2 separate regions of the Sus scrofa genome follow, and region 2 is linked to region 1. The links are chromatin contacts, called in public HiChIP or PLAC-seq maps. All regions are on one chromosome and are shown on one strand. Each heading gives the region's core, a stretch centred on a gene start, on an enhancer-like site or on the middle of the called end of the contact. The rest is flanking DNA. Distances are from core to core; before and after follow the strand shown. Region 1 has its middle 27 kb from the start of SIAH1. Region 2 has its middle 9.8 kb from the start of N4BP1.

Region 1 (6,621 bases), core at 417-2,916:
TTTTAGTTTTTTCCCAATGGGCCATCCCCCATCGGCCTTCCACTCTTTGTATTTGCATTTCTCCCTTCCTAATACACACTCCCACCTTACCTGACTGACTCTACTCATTCTTCAGATCTCAGCGAAAATATCACCTCCTCTAGGAAGCCTTCCCTGCTGCTCCTCTATCACCGCTGTTGGCATCCCCTCTTTCCTCTCCAGGGCACTTATTGCCTATTCTGACATAGCTGTTGGCCCGCCTGCCTCCCCAACTACACTGTAGGCTCTACAAAGTGTAGGCACGTCAGGCTTGTGTGAACACTGTTCCCTCTCTGACACTCGGAATTTGTGGAATGAATCTGTGGAATGAATGAATTTGTAGAATAAATGAATTTGGCAGAGAACTTCTTCACAAAACCACTACCTTGGGAGTTCCCGTCATGGCTCCGCAGAAAGGAATCCAACTAGGAACCATGAGGTTGTGGGTTCAATCCCTGGCCGCACTCAGTGGGTTAAGGATCCGATGTTGCTGTGAGCTGTGATGTAGGTTGCAGACATGGCTCGGATCTGGTGTTGCTGGGGCCAGCAGCTGTAGCTCCAATTAGATCCCTAGCCTGGGAACCTCCATATGGCATGAGTGCAGCCCTAAAAAGCAAAAACAAAACAAAACAAAACAAAACAAAACATGCCCACTACCTTGGATCAGCCAGAAGGTAAAGAAATCAGATCAGGCTTTCTGTCTACTTGTAGGATCTATGGAAGATTGGGAGGGAAGGGAGAGGGAGGAGAAAGAGAGACAAAGACAGAGGCAGAGCGAATAGGGGTCAGTCTATTAGTGAGGGTATTCATACATCTTCTCTTTCCTTCACTCCTATGAATCACCAAGAAGTAGTCGTATGAAATTTGTATGTTTCTTTGTTCATTTTCTTTTTAGGGCCGCACCTGCAGCATATGGACATTCCCAGGCTAGGGGTCAAGTTGGAGCTGCACTGCCGGCCAACACCACAGACAAAGCAACACCAGATCTGAGCCACATCTGTGACCTATGCCAAAGCTTGTGGCAACACCGGATCCTTAACCCACTGAGCCATGCCAGGGATCAAACCCGCACTTTCATGGACACTATGTCGGGTTCTTAACCCACGGAGCCACAAGGGAACTCCAAATGTGTATGTTTTTGGCACAGATCTAACCATTGGCTCTCATGTCCTGCAACCCAACTATTTCAAGAATCATTCCATCCAGGATCTTAGGTAACACCACCATGGGCAGAGCCACTAAGCGCTTAGCCAGGTGCCCACGGACGGTCATGCGCTGCACAGTAGACAGAGTAAGGGCCTTCGACTCAACTGCAGGTGAGAAGGGCAGAAGGAAGGGCCATGAAGCCATATATGGCTCCACTAGAGGGAAAAGGAGGGGCCAGGTCCCTGCACACAGCTCAGTTCCTGGAAAGAAACAGGACATCTTGTAACAGGACAGGGATGGGAGGGAGAATTCCTTTTTCCTGTAGACCTTTTGCAATATTGGAATTTTATTTTTTACTGTGGACATGGATGATCTATTTAAAAATCATTGGAATGTTGACTTTTAAAAGTGAAAGTAGTTAGAATATTTGCAGACTTCCTGACTCACTCAGAGCTTCTGCCCTCCAAGCCTCTGAGGAGGTGGCCCTGGCTACTGGCCCTGAACATATTTCGGCAGGTTGGCTAATCACACAGCATGGGCTCGCAGACTTCCCCTCCTGACACTGCAGTTCCTACACCTTCTTGGAATTTCAGGCCTTCTCAACTTTCCCCCGAGTGACTTACGGAGGGTGTTTGCCAGCGCCCGGCTGTCTGCTGGCAAGCCCGGGTGCTGTCAGGAAAGGATGTACCATTTTCAGATCCCAGATCTGGCCAGTTAGACCCCCTTTGGTCGGAGTAAATATGAGTATGAGGGGCCAGGGGGACTGGATGGGCCTTGCCCTCTCCAAGGTTTTGTTCCTTTTTAAAAAAAAAAAAACCTTTCTGTATCATTCGAATTTTTATAATCTGTATACAATTACTTTGTGAGCAGAAGACTTTGAGGGTGTAAACAGCGCCTGGTAAACTCCCAGAGGCAACCACCCCGCCAAGGGCCAATTCTGTGTCCTGAGGGAGAGGCCTCTGCTCTTGAGCTATGTAGGAGGCCACCCGCTTCGAGAGGGCTCACAGGTGACTCAGAAACACAGGCACAGGTGACCACGGGTGCTTTAGGCATGAGGAAGCCGCAGAGAGTTTTAAGTCGGGGAGTCCCATGTCTGGTCCACCCTGAGCCCTTGTGCTCTTGAAGGGGTCTAGGCTGGCCCCAGGCATAGCTTTTTATAAGCATTCCAATTTTTGGCTTATTTTCTCACTCCATCCTGAGCACACCAGCTCCTCCCTTCCCAGTTTTTACCATTTCATTAAATAAATAACCCCACCTGGTGCTCAAGCAAAACAATTCTTTTTACTCTTTCTTGTTTCTCCTCTCAATAGCTAGTCCTGTGGATTTCCTTCCCAGAATAAATCTCCAGTTCCCTTCTTCTCTCTACACTCGAGCCAGCATGACCAAAGCCCGGATCACCCATCACCTGGGGAACTGCCACAGCCTCTCACTGTCCCCTGATGCCCCTCTCGGCCCTCCGAGGTCCCTCTTGGAGTTAACAGTCAGTCTTGCTCAGGCACCGATCAGATCTGTTTGCTCAGATCTGTTTGCTCTCTGATGGCTCCCCATATGTGACATGAAGCAGAAACTCTGTGATATGAGCTGCAGGATTGGCCCCAGCAGCATCCTGCAACCCACCTGCTAGAGTTTCCCTGCTTGCATCCCACTCTCTATGTGGATGTTTATGGGTTTTCATGAAATTTCATGTTTTTGCATGTGTCTGCTCCCCTGGGACCTAGACTTCTTCATTAGAATCAGCTCCTTTCTTCTCCCCCAAATCATATCCACTTGGCCCTATCTACATTGACTAGTAGAAAAATCAATATTTCAGTTCCTTGGAGTTCCCCACAAGGGGTTAAGGATCCAGTGTTGTCACTGCTGCAGCTTGAGTCGCTGCTGTGGCACAGGTTCCATCCCTGGCCCTGGAACTTCCTCATGCCACAGGGGAAGCCAAAAAAAAAAAAAAATTCAGCTCCTCACCTCCCCTCCTCATTGACCAATTGATTGGGTCCATCTAAACCTGATGAGTCATCTGGCCAATTTTCTTAAAAAAAAAAAAAATCAAACCAAGAAATTACAGAACTCACCAAATTGGGGGGCTATCATTTGACACCTCTTAGAGTGAGCCAGGAAACAGGGGCACCAGCGTGGTGTTTGGGGACAACGTGCTAAAGCACACCCCAGGAAGGTGGTTTCAGCCTGACCTCCGCCTTCTGACGTCATGGCCACACGGCCACCACTTTGAGAGTTGTGCTAAGCGGTGCAAGAGGTACTTACCCCGAGCCACTCAGTTGGTCTAGGGCCCTTGTGCTTAGAAGTGTGCAGGGCTAGGAGTTTCCGTCGTGGCTCGGTGGTTAATGAATCCGACTAGGAACCATGAGGTTGTGGGTTCGGTCCCTGGCCTTTCTCAGTGGGTTAAGGATCCAGCATTGCCGAGAGTTGTGGTGTAGGTTGAAGATGCGGCTCGGATACCAGTGTTGCTGTGGCCCTGGCGTAGGCCAGTGGCTACAGCTCCGATTCGACCCCTAGCCTGGGAACCCCCATATGCCGCGGGAGCGGCCCTAGAAAAGGCAAAAAGACAAAAATAAATAAATCAATAACATAAAATAAAATAAAAAGCAGAAAATAAATATACAAATAAAGCGTTTTCAACAAATACATGCATCATTCCATTCTAATGAACCCACATTTGTTCTTTTTTTTTGGCCATGGCTGAGGAGTGCAGAAGTTCCTATAGGGATCGAACACTCGCCACAGTAACCAACACTGAGTCCTTAACTGCTAGGCCACCAGGAAACTCCAAAAACCCACATTTGAAGACTGGTGGACAAGGCTGGGGTCACAGGTGGTTTTAGTGTACTGTTTGGGGTAAGTGACTTCCTGAGCCTCGGCCCAGTTGCTTTGGTTGCTAAGTAACAAATTGTTCTTCATGGAAAAATTGGGTGAGCTGAGGCTTGTGCAATTGTGTCCTCGCCCTGACTCCCTTACCTTTTTAGCAGAGGTGTTTCCACTGGTGGGGGCTGCCGTGCATCTTGCCGAGGCAGTCCTGTGCAGACACACATCTGCAATTAACATTTAGGAGGTGCAAAGGGGTGTCACAAAATTCTTGTGTGAGGGCCAAGAAGGGGCAGGGCTAGACAGAAGAGACCTCTGGCCTGCCCTGCCAGCTCAAAGGGCAGAACCCACTTCCTGGACATTGACCATCCTTGATCTCTGTAGGACCCCGAGGAAACCACCCCGTCAGCCTCCGTGACACAGGGACACTGCCAGGGGATGAGGCGAGCATGCAGCTGCCTGGCAGCCCTTGGTAGGCATCACGCAGGCGTGTGCTCGGTGACCCCTGGCCTGCTTCTGATTTGTTGCTGCACATCCTTAGGAAATGAGGACATGCAGCAGCCCGGCTTCTCGGGGAAGCGACCGATGAGCCCTCTCTCCGCAGTCAGGTGCAGATTTGGGTTCACTTGGGAAGCATGGTGTGTGAGGTCAGTTTAGAGTCTTTTAAGCCCCCTAGAATCTCACATGTGGTTCCACCTAACAAACAGGGTTGTTTGTTTTTGTCTAAAGAATAAAGAGGAGTTCCCGTCGTGGCGCAGTGGTTAACGAATCCGACTAGGAACCGTGAGGTTGCGGGTTCGGTCCCTGCCCTTGCTCAGTGGGTTAAGGATCCGGCGTTGCTGTGAACTGTGGTGTAGGTCGCAGACGCGGCTCGGATCCCGTGTTGCTGTGGCTCTGGCGTAGGCCAGTGGCTACAGCTCTGGTTTGACCCCTAGCCTGGGAACCTCCATATGCCATGGGAGCGGCCCAAGAAATGGCAAAAAGACCAAAAAAAAAAAAAAAAAAAAAAAAAAAGAAACGAGCTCTTATTTTACCTTCTAGGATGACAAGAAGTTTTGCCCAATTCTTTATGTTAGATAACATTAGATAGTAAAGAAGGGTTTGTGAGCATTCCATCCAATAACTGGGGATGTTTCTCCAGCTCTAACTTTTTTTTTTTTTTTTTTTTTTTTGTCTTTTTAGGGCTGCACCCATGGCTAGGGGGCAAATTGGAGCTACAGCTGCTGGCCTACACCACAGCCACAGCAACACCAGATCTGATCTGCATCTGTGACCTACACCACAGCTCACAGCAATGCCGGATCCTTAACCCACTGAGCGAGGCCAGGGATCAAACCTGCATTGTCATGGATACTAGTTGGGTTCTTAACCCACTAAGCCACAAAAGGAACTCTGGGAAGCTCTAACATTTTAAAGTTCAGAGACTTGTGCTGCTCAAATATGTGCAGCCTACACACCAGAAGTATGACATAAGAGGAGTTCCTGTCGTGGCGCAGTGGTTAACGAATCCGACTAGGAACCATGAGGATGCGGGTTTGATCCCTGGCCTTGCTCAGTGGGTTAGGGTTGCTGTGAGCTATGGTGTAAGTCACAGACGCGGCTCAGATCCCACGTTGCTGTGGCTCTGGCGTAGGCTGGTGGCTATAGCTCCGATTAGACCCCTAGCCTGGGAACCTCCATATGCCAAGGGAGCAGCCCTAGAAATGGCAAAAAGACAAAAAAAAAAAAAAAAAAGTATGACATAAGAATTCACTAAAATTAAAAGACTGAATTTATAATCCCTGATTTGGCGCTCTGAAATAGAAACCGAGTAATGACTTGGCGTTAAGCCCTCCTTCCATAAACCCATGTGCTTTACAATTCCTCTCTGTAACTAGGGTAAATGTGTCACACAGCAGGACGCTAGAGGCCCCTCTCAGGACAGGACAGAGCTCCCCCGACCCCCACCATATCCTCTGCCTGTCTTTATTCTGCAAAAAAACTTTAACCAAAGAATAAAATAAATCAGAGAAATGAGAACCTACAGAACCAAGAAAAATAGCCAAACAGGACAAACTAATAATAGTTTAGCCAGTAAACAAAGTCAAGGACCTTTAGTTCCTCCTCACAGGCTATAGATAATATTCTGAGCCATATACCGTGAGCTGTCTTGTAGATACGAAAGCCCCCACCAGATGGAACTACATGATGGCCAGACTGGAGCCATGACTTAAGCAGCCACAATTCTGAGAACTGGCCTCAAGGAAGTGGAAACAAACTGACTCTGGGACTGAAGATTAACTGGGTTTAAAACAAAGTTGGAGTTGACTCTGCTGCTCTGCAGGGAGCCCCCTCCCTCCACTTACACACCCTTGAAATTCTCCTTTAAAATCTCTTGCCCTCTGATAGGCAGGGGTAGGGGATGGGGTGGAGATTGGCCTTTGGACATGAGTCCGCCCTTTCCCCAGATTGCCAGCCTCTGAAATAAAGCCACCTTTCCTTTCCTACCAATGTTGATGTCAAATATTGGCAGCCAAACCTGAGTTCAGTAACAGGGAGAACAGGTTTTCCAAGGTGGAGTCACTCTGGCCTCCAGTTGGCCCTGTTACCTTTCTTCTACATTTGCCTTTTCCTTGACCATGACCTTCAGCCCTCCAACATTTC
Region 2 (6,987 bases), core at 709-3,208, 200 kb before region 1:
CCTATACAGTTATAAGATGCCGATTTATGCAAAAGGGGAGGGGGGAGATGTATTCGTATTTACTGTGTGTACTTTTTAAAAACGAAAGGTCCAGGAGTTCCCTGGTGACATAGAGGTTAAAGATCCAACTGCTGTGGCACAGGTTCAGTCCCTGGCCTGGGAACTTCCACATGCCTTGGGTGCTGCCATAAATAAACAAGTAAAAGTGAAAGATCCATATAAAACTAATGACAATGGTTACCCATGGTGAGGGGTCACGAGACAGACAGGGTACAAAGGCAAGAGGGAATCCTTCCTCTGAATGCCTTTTTCTTTTCTTTCCTTTTCTTTTCGGGCTGCACCTGCTGCATGTGGAAATTCCTAGGTTAGGGGTCGAATCAGAGCTACAGCTGCCAACCTAGGGCATAGCCACAGCAACATGCAACCTACACCACAGCTCACAGCTCTCGGCAATGCCCCAGATCCTTAACCCACTGAGAGAGGCCAGGGATGGAACCTGCAGCCTCATGGATACTAGTCAGGTTCATTACTGCTGAGCCACAACAGGAACTCCCTGAATGCCTTTTTTTTTTTTTTTTAATGTGATTAAAAAACCATAGCAAAAATCACCATCTTTAAATTTTCCAGTGCAGCGGGTCAGGAGGGTTACATGTAGTCATATTGCTGTGCAATGGTACTAAGTATGTTTCATCACTTTTTTAGATATTTTTGAGCCACATTCCTGTACCACCTATTTTGAAAATCAACTTTAAAATCATTAGGCCCAAATAAGATAAATCAAGAGAATCACTGTCACGGAAATAGGAAAAAAAGTACATGTGCTTGGAAATCAGAATGCGCTGAATTCCAACCTGGTCCCTGCCATTTACGAGTCTGGGGCAAGCGAAGGAATCCTCTAAGCCTTAGTCTCCCCTTTCTTTAAAACCCTTCCCCAGAGAGATGGCGCCACTCAAAGGGCAGTGGTGAGCACTGAATGAGAATTCTTATAAAGCCCCAGGGGTAGTAGGTCTCCCAAAGTAAGTTCCCGCAATCACGGGTCTTTTTTCACCGCATCTGGAAGAATCCTGGAGAAAGGAGGGCCTTTGGCCAGTGCAGTGGTGTGCCACCTTTGGAGGGCCAGAGTCATTGGAGGGTGCCTTCCTGGACCCCACCCCAAACCCACCGCCCCAGAACCTACTGGTAAGACCACAGCACTCCTATTCTAATGCATCCCGCCCTGCCCCCGCCAACCCAGACCAAAGCGATAGAACACGTTTGGCCGGGAGTCTGTGCTCCTACACTGCACCCCACCCTTCAGCTGCAAAACTTAAGGAGATTTGGAGACATTTGCTCTAGCTTCCACTAGGGGGCGGGCTTGGTGCTCTGGGGGTGGGGGTTGGTAGGCCGACTGACCTGCAGATGTCATTCTGGAAGCAGAGGAGGCCTCGCTGAGGCTGCTAAGAGAGCTTGAGGGAGCTATTTCCTTGTGTGTGTTGGGAGGACGGGGCCGGGGATTGCCCTTTCTGTACCTTGAATCTTGTATAGCCTCTCTCTCCACTTAAAGCAGCAAAAAGAGAGTGCAGTGTCCCAATTACTGAGCTTCGTCATCCATTTATTGAGCTTCTGATGCAGCTCCCAAGTTGCTCTCTCCACACTCTGGGCTGTGCTGGGGAGCAGATCCAGTCCCCTTGGTTGCCTGGAGCTGCCAGTTGTGAGCGTTTTTGTCAGAGAAAAGCACGGCGGGACGCCAGCGCTGCGGCTGACCACTTTCCTTCGGTTCCCTCCGAGGTCCCTTCCAATCCGTGGGAGGCTTTTCTGCCCATCACCGAGATCCATTTACTTTGCATCCCCTTTTGGCCTCGCTACCTCCTCCCAAAAGATCGGCGTCCCCGGATTTCCCAGGGATTCTCCCTGTCCCTCCCGGGGAAGGGGGCTCGAAAATCGGAGGCTGCACTGGCGCCGTGGGGACAGCAGGTGGCGCCCTGGGCTGTGGAGGCTGGATCAAGAAAGCCTTGCTTATAAAAAGACTTTCCTAGAGAGAGTAGAGGTACCCCGTGCGCGGAGGGGCGCGATAAATATTTGATAGCGAGGCGACTTGTGCTTGTGAAATCGTTTCCTGTTACACCGTCTCCTGGTCTAAGCTCTGGCTGGCAGGAGAGTGAAAGAATGAGAATGCGTCGTCGGCTGGAAGGGCCCGGAACCTCCTCATTGCAGAAAAGGGGAACTCGGCTGGGAGCCGGGAGGCTCATGCAGGCCCCCACGGAGAAAGGCAGAGTCAAGACTTCTGTCCTGCCGGTGCCTGGGCTGCCCTTTGACCCATACGTGGCTCTTCCAAAAAGATTTGCTGCTATGAGCCCATCCCTGCATCCAGGATGATGTCCTGGGTTCAGAGCTGAGTATTTCCTGCACTTGGGTCCTTTTCATCCCTCTTCTCTGGCCAGATCTCCACCCTACCCGAGTTACTACTCGGTTAACATTTTTCTTAAAATCAACTCATTTTTAAAAGTCAAATACAATTAAAAGGGAAGCATTTTATTGCCACAATGATTGGGAGTCTGGTATTTCTTGCCAAAAACAGAACCGTGAAAATAAACACATTACAATTACAATTCCTTAAAAGCCTGGCTGTTTCCCAATGAATATCGTTTGCCATCCCGTCAGTGGTGTGCTTTCCACACTTAGGAAAAACTCTGGGATTCCAGTACAAGCTCTCCCAGGAGTTCTGTGTTTTGTTTTGTTTTGCTTTGCTTTGCTTTTTAGGACCGCACCCTCGGCATATGGAAGTTCCCAGGTTAGGGGTCAAATCGGAGCTACAACGGCCGCCTACACCACAGGCACAGCAGTGTGGGATCCAAGCCGAGTCTGCGACCTACACCACAGCTCACAGCAAAGCCAGATCCTTAACCCACTGAGCAAGGCCAGGGATCGAACCCACATCTTCACAGATACTAGTCGGGTTCGTTAACTGCTGAGCCACAAAGGAAATTCTCTCCCAGGAATTCAGAATGAGAGGAGGCGAGAGGTGGGGATGGGAGAGTGGGGAGGGGAGCTGGGGAGAGCTGGCTATGCGTTTTGCCCCCTTAGAGAACAAAGGGAACCTTGACTGCTATCCCACGTCCTTCCTGCAGTATGCATATGCTTCCGGAAACTGCCCAAGTTATTTTTTACTCTGGAAGCTGGAGGAACAGGGTGGAGACCTGGCTTCCTGTGAGCCTGCCCGGCCCTGAAAGCAAGATAGCATCTCAGGGTGCGCAGGTCCTCAGACCTCAGCCAGCCGGTGCTGGAGGGGCCCCACAGCAGGCCTCCACCCTTCTGCTTCTGCGGAGAAGTCTTCGATTTTGCAGATCTCTGTGCCAGCCAGCTCTACCCTGCCTCTTCCTTATGGTAGAGACTTCTGACAAGTTCCTCAACCTCCTTAAGTTTCAGCTTCCTCATCTGTAAAGTGAGCAGGATGCCTACCTCCCAGGGTTGTTTGTGGGGGCTCAGCAGGATTGTTTGTGTAGAGTCAACCCATCAATCATTTGCAGGAGACGTTTCCTCTCTCTCTCTCTCTCTCTCTCTCTCTCTCTCTCTCTCTCTCTTTTTTTCTTGGTCTTTTTAGGGTCACACCCACAGCATATGGAGGTTCCCAGGCTAGGGGTCGAATCTGAGCTACAGCTGCCCGCCTACACCACAGCCATCAGAACTCGGGATCCGAGCTGCTTCTGCAACCTAGACCACAGCTCATGGCAACACCGGATCCATAACCCACTGAGCAAGGCTAGGGGTCAAACCCACGTTCTCATGGATACTAGTCAGATTCATTTCCACTGAGTCACGATTGGAACTCCTGCAGAAGACTTTCTGTTGGAAGTGCTGTGTGCATAGCCCAGCTTCTCACATAGGGTTAAGCATGAAAGGAGTATTTGCAAAAGCGGTGCATATAACATACACAGATGTTTATACAGCTTGTATAGCATATCTTCCGGCCACAGCACCTTCAGCCAATCCCCTTCTCGAGTGCGGTCTCTGCGCCTTCTCAGTGCCCCTCAGCTCTCCCTGTGGTGGTGACAGCTCCTCTCTTTCACTCTGAAGACATCACAACTTCCTTCTCCTCCAGGAAGACAAGCAGAGCTCACCTTAGCCATCGCTGTCCTCTCTCCCACCCCGTGTCTAGAGAATGCTCGGAGCCTTGTAGACACTCCGGTGAAGCTTGTTGTCTAAAACTCCACCGCCCACGTGACTCAGCCCAGAGGTCCCACCAAGCCGATGCCTGTCCTTGGGCTGTTTTGTTTTGAAGGCGGCTGTGCGCAGCCAGGTGCCCAGACCCGACTGCAGTGCGTGAGGCTGAGCTGGTCTCCCCTCCAGCTCCACAAACTCATCTGTCACATGAGCCACCGCCGCGCCCCCCCACCCCGCCCCTCCACCCAGACTCAACCACGCCCTCTCCACAAACAGGAAACCAGACTACCAGGATGCTGAAGCCCAAGCCCTTGCCTCTGGGATTTGGGGACCTTACCACCTTCTGATAACTCCCCGTCTATGTAAAATAAAGTCTGACGTCTTTCCCAGGTCCATCAGGCCCCCTGGCTCTGGCTCCTGCCCTCCTCTCAACCTCAAAACCCCCCTTCGCCTCTCCTCACCCCCCAGCTCCAGCTCCAGCTCCAGGCACATGGGCCTCCTCGGGGCTCTGCAAACACACTAACCACGCTCTCTGCCCCGAAGCTCTTCTCTACATGTCCCCCCACCTCCCCATCCAGATCTCTGCTCACACGTCAGCCCCTCAGAGGGGCCGTCCCTGGCCAGCTGTTTGTAAAGTGGCATAAACACAGCTTTTCCTTTGCAGAATCCTCATTGCGGTGGGGATGCGCTTTTTCTCTATTCTTCATCTTTCCGTTGCAGGTGATCTCTGAGAGACAGCAATGAGCAATGGCTTGAAGCAAGATCTTGATTTTCTGCTCAGGAACTTAACCTGGACAGCCTGGTTGAAAACCAGGAATCCTGGCACTAGACTGACCAGAGGCTAAAAACAGAGTTGCCCTGATTCTTGCCCCCTGCTGAAATCCAGAAAGTTTCAAGGAAGCAAAGACTGTGACAACAGGTGTTTGTTTTTTGTCTTTCGAGGGCTGCACCCACAGCATATGGAGGTTCCCAGGCTAGGGGTTGAATCAGAGCTGTAGCCACTGGCCTACACCACAGCCACAGCAACTCAGGATCCAAGCCGCATCTGTGACCTACACCACACAGCTCACGGCAACGCCGGATCCTCAACCCACTGAGCAAGGCCTGGGATCAAACCTGCGTCCTCATGGATGCTCGTGAGATTCGTCTCCACGGAGCCATGACAGGAACTCCTGAAGTGATCATTTTATCTTTCTACTCCGGCAGAGCTCAGCTCCTGCCAATAACTTTTTCCTTGACGTGTCAAAGGGGAGCAAGACCCAATTTACTCAGCCCATTGGGTCCCAGCTGTTCTCAGCCCAGGGGCCCATCTACCTCCTACCTCAGAGGGAGACCAGCCAGACCACCTCTCTCTCAGCCTGTCTCCCCACCCATTGCCCCCTGTTCTCCGAGGCAGGGTTGAGTCATCTGATAAAGGAGGTTGGGGAAGCCGTGGGGGGATGCTTAGCTCAGCCTCCTTCTCTGGGGGAGCCAGGCTTTCTTCAGACAGCAAGTTCTTGCCTGCTCTCCACTCAGAAAAGGGGCTTCCCCACCTGCACTGGAGGGACGGAAAGAAGAGAAGGCCTGAGGGGGTCTAACTATGCCAGTCACTGGACTCCGTCTAGTTCATGAGTAAAGCCACAGCTTCTAGTCCACATGATCCGTTATCACTAAATGTCGAGTTCCCGTTGTGACTCATCATGGTGTCCGTGAGTGGGTTAAAGATCTGGCATTGCCACAAGCTGTGGCAGAGGTCACAGATGCAGCACAGATCCTGCATGGCTGTGGCTGTGATGTAGGCTGGCAGCTGCAGCTCTGATTCGACCCCTAGCCTGGGAGTCTCCATATGCTGCAGGTGCGGCCATAAATAAATAAATAAATAAATAATAAATTTCTGGTTCCTCTGTTGGCCTGTCAATTGGTTATGGATTTAGATGTGTTTCCTTCACCTATTACTGCATAAAAATCATCCAAACTCAGTAGCTTAAATTAACGGTTTACTATTTCTTGTGAGTTTGTGGGTGGATCAGATAGTTCGTTTGCAGCCCCGGCTGGCAGCCAGAATGCTGGGCTGGCAGCGAGTCCAACATGGCCTCACTCATGTGGCTGGTATTTGGTGCTGGCCTCTAGCTGTGAGCTCATCCAGGGCTGCCCACGGGGGCTGTGGGGAGTCTTGACGATCCTCCACATTGTCATTTGGGCTTCCTCTTGGCATCACGGCCACCAGGTTTCAAGTAACACTGTTCCACAAGCAAGTGTCCCAGCAGAAGTGAACAGCTGGCCTTAGGAGACATGGAGTATCACTTCTGGTGAATTCTATTGGTCCACGCTGTCACTCACAGAGCCAACGGAGATTCTTCTTCTTCTTTTTTTTTTTTTTTTTTTTTTTTGTCTTTTTGCCATTTCTCAGGCCGCTCCCGTGGCATAAGGAGGTTCCCAGGCTAGGGGTTGAATCGGAGCTGTAGACGCCAGCCTACACAAGAGCCATAGCAACACGGGATCCGAGCCTCATCTGCAACCTACACCACAGCTCACGGCAACGCCGGATCCTTCACCCACTGATTGAGGCCAGGGATCGAACCTGCAACCTCATGGTTCCCAGTCAGATTTGTTAACCATTCAGCCATGACGGGAACTCCTGAGCCAACACAGATTCTTGATGCCAAGAGCAGTCTGCACATACAGAGAGAGAAGGCCCACCTTTGGAGACTACCTAGCACAACGGGGGATAGAATATCAAGCCCTCTAAACCCCCACAGTGACTCCTGCACACTAGATCACACGTTCCTTCATTACCTCTTCCCTTCAAGTAAGTTCATGAGAGCGAGCGCTTAGCTTTGTCGATTGCCATGCTGCCGGGACTCAGAA

Evidence for each region. HiChIP or PLAC-seq counts read pairs in DNA pulled down with a chosen protein or histone mark.
Region 2: a contact with region 1 is called in an H3K27ac HiChIP or PLAC-seq map of alveolar macrophages. The contact joins two enhancer-like sites. A contact is called at or near these places in 3 of 47 Hi-C or Micro-C datasets (embryonic fibroblasts, retroperitoneal adipose tissue and subcutaneous adipose tissue) and 2 of 2 datasets of contacts at active chromatin or transcription factors (alveolar macrophages and skeletal muscle).

The regions. Positions count from the first base shown.
Region 1 is chr6:36,307,940-36,314,560 of Sscrofa11.1, forward strand. No RefSeq gene overlaps it. Among named protein-coding and RNA genes, the nearest start is that of SIAH1, 27 kb to the right of the region's middle. Within about 2 kb of position 1,667, at least 31 of the 83 cell types and tissues checked have an H3K27ac peak or open chromatin away from gene starts, as enhancers often do. A contact at or near this core is called in alveolar macrophages, retroperitoneal adipose tissue, skeletal muscle and 1 more, where this site is marked.
Region 2 is chr6:36,108,868-36,115,854 of Sscrofa11.1, forward strand. No RefSeq gene overlaps it. Among named protein-coding and RNA genes, the nearest start is that of N4BP1, 9.8 kb to the right of the region's middle. Within about 2 kb of position 1,959, at least 47 of the 83 cell types and tissues checked have an H3K27ac peak or open chromatin away from gene starts, as enhancers often do. A contact at or near this core is called in alveolar macrophages, retroperitoneal adipose tissue, skeletal muscle and 1 more, where this site is marked.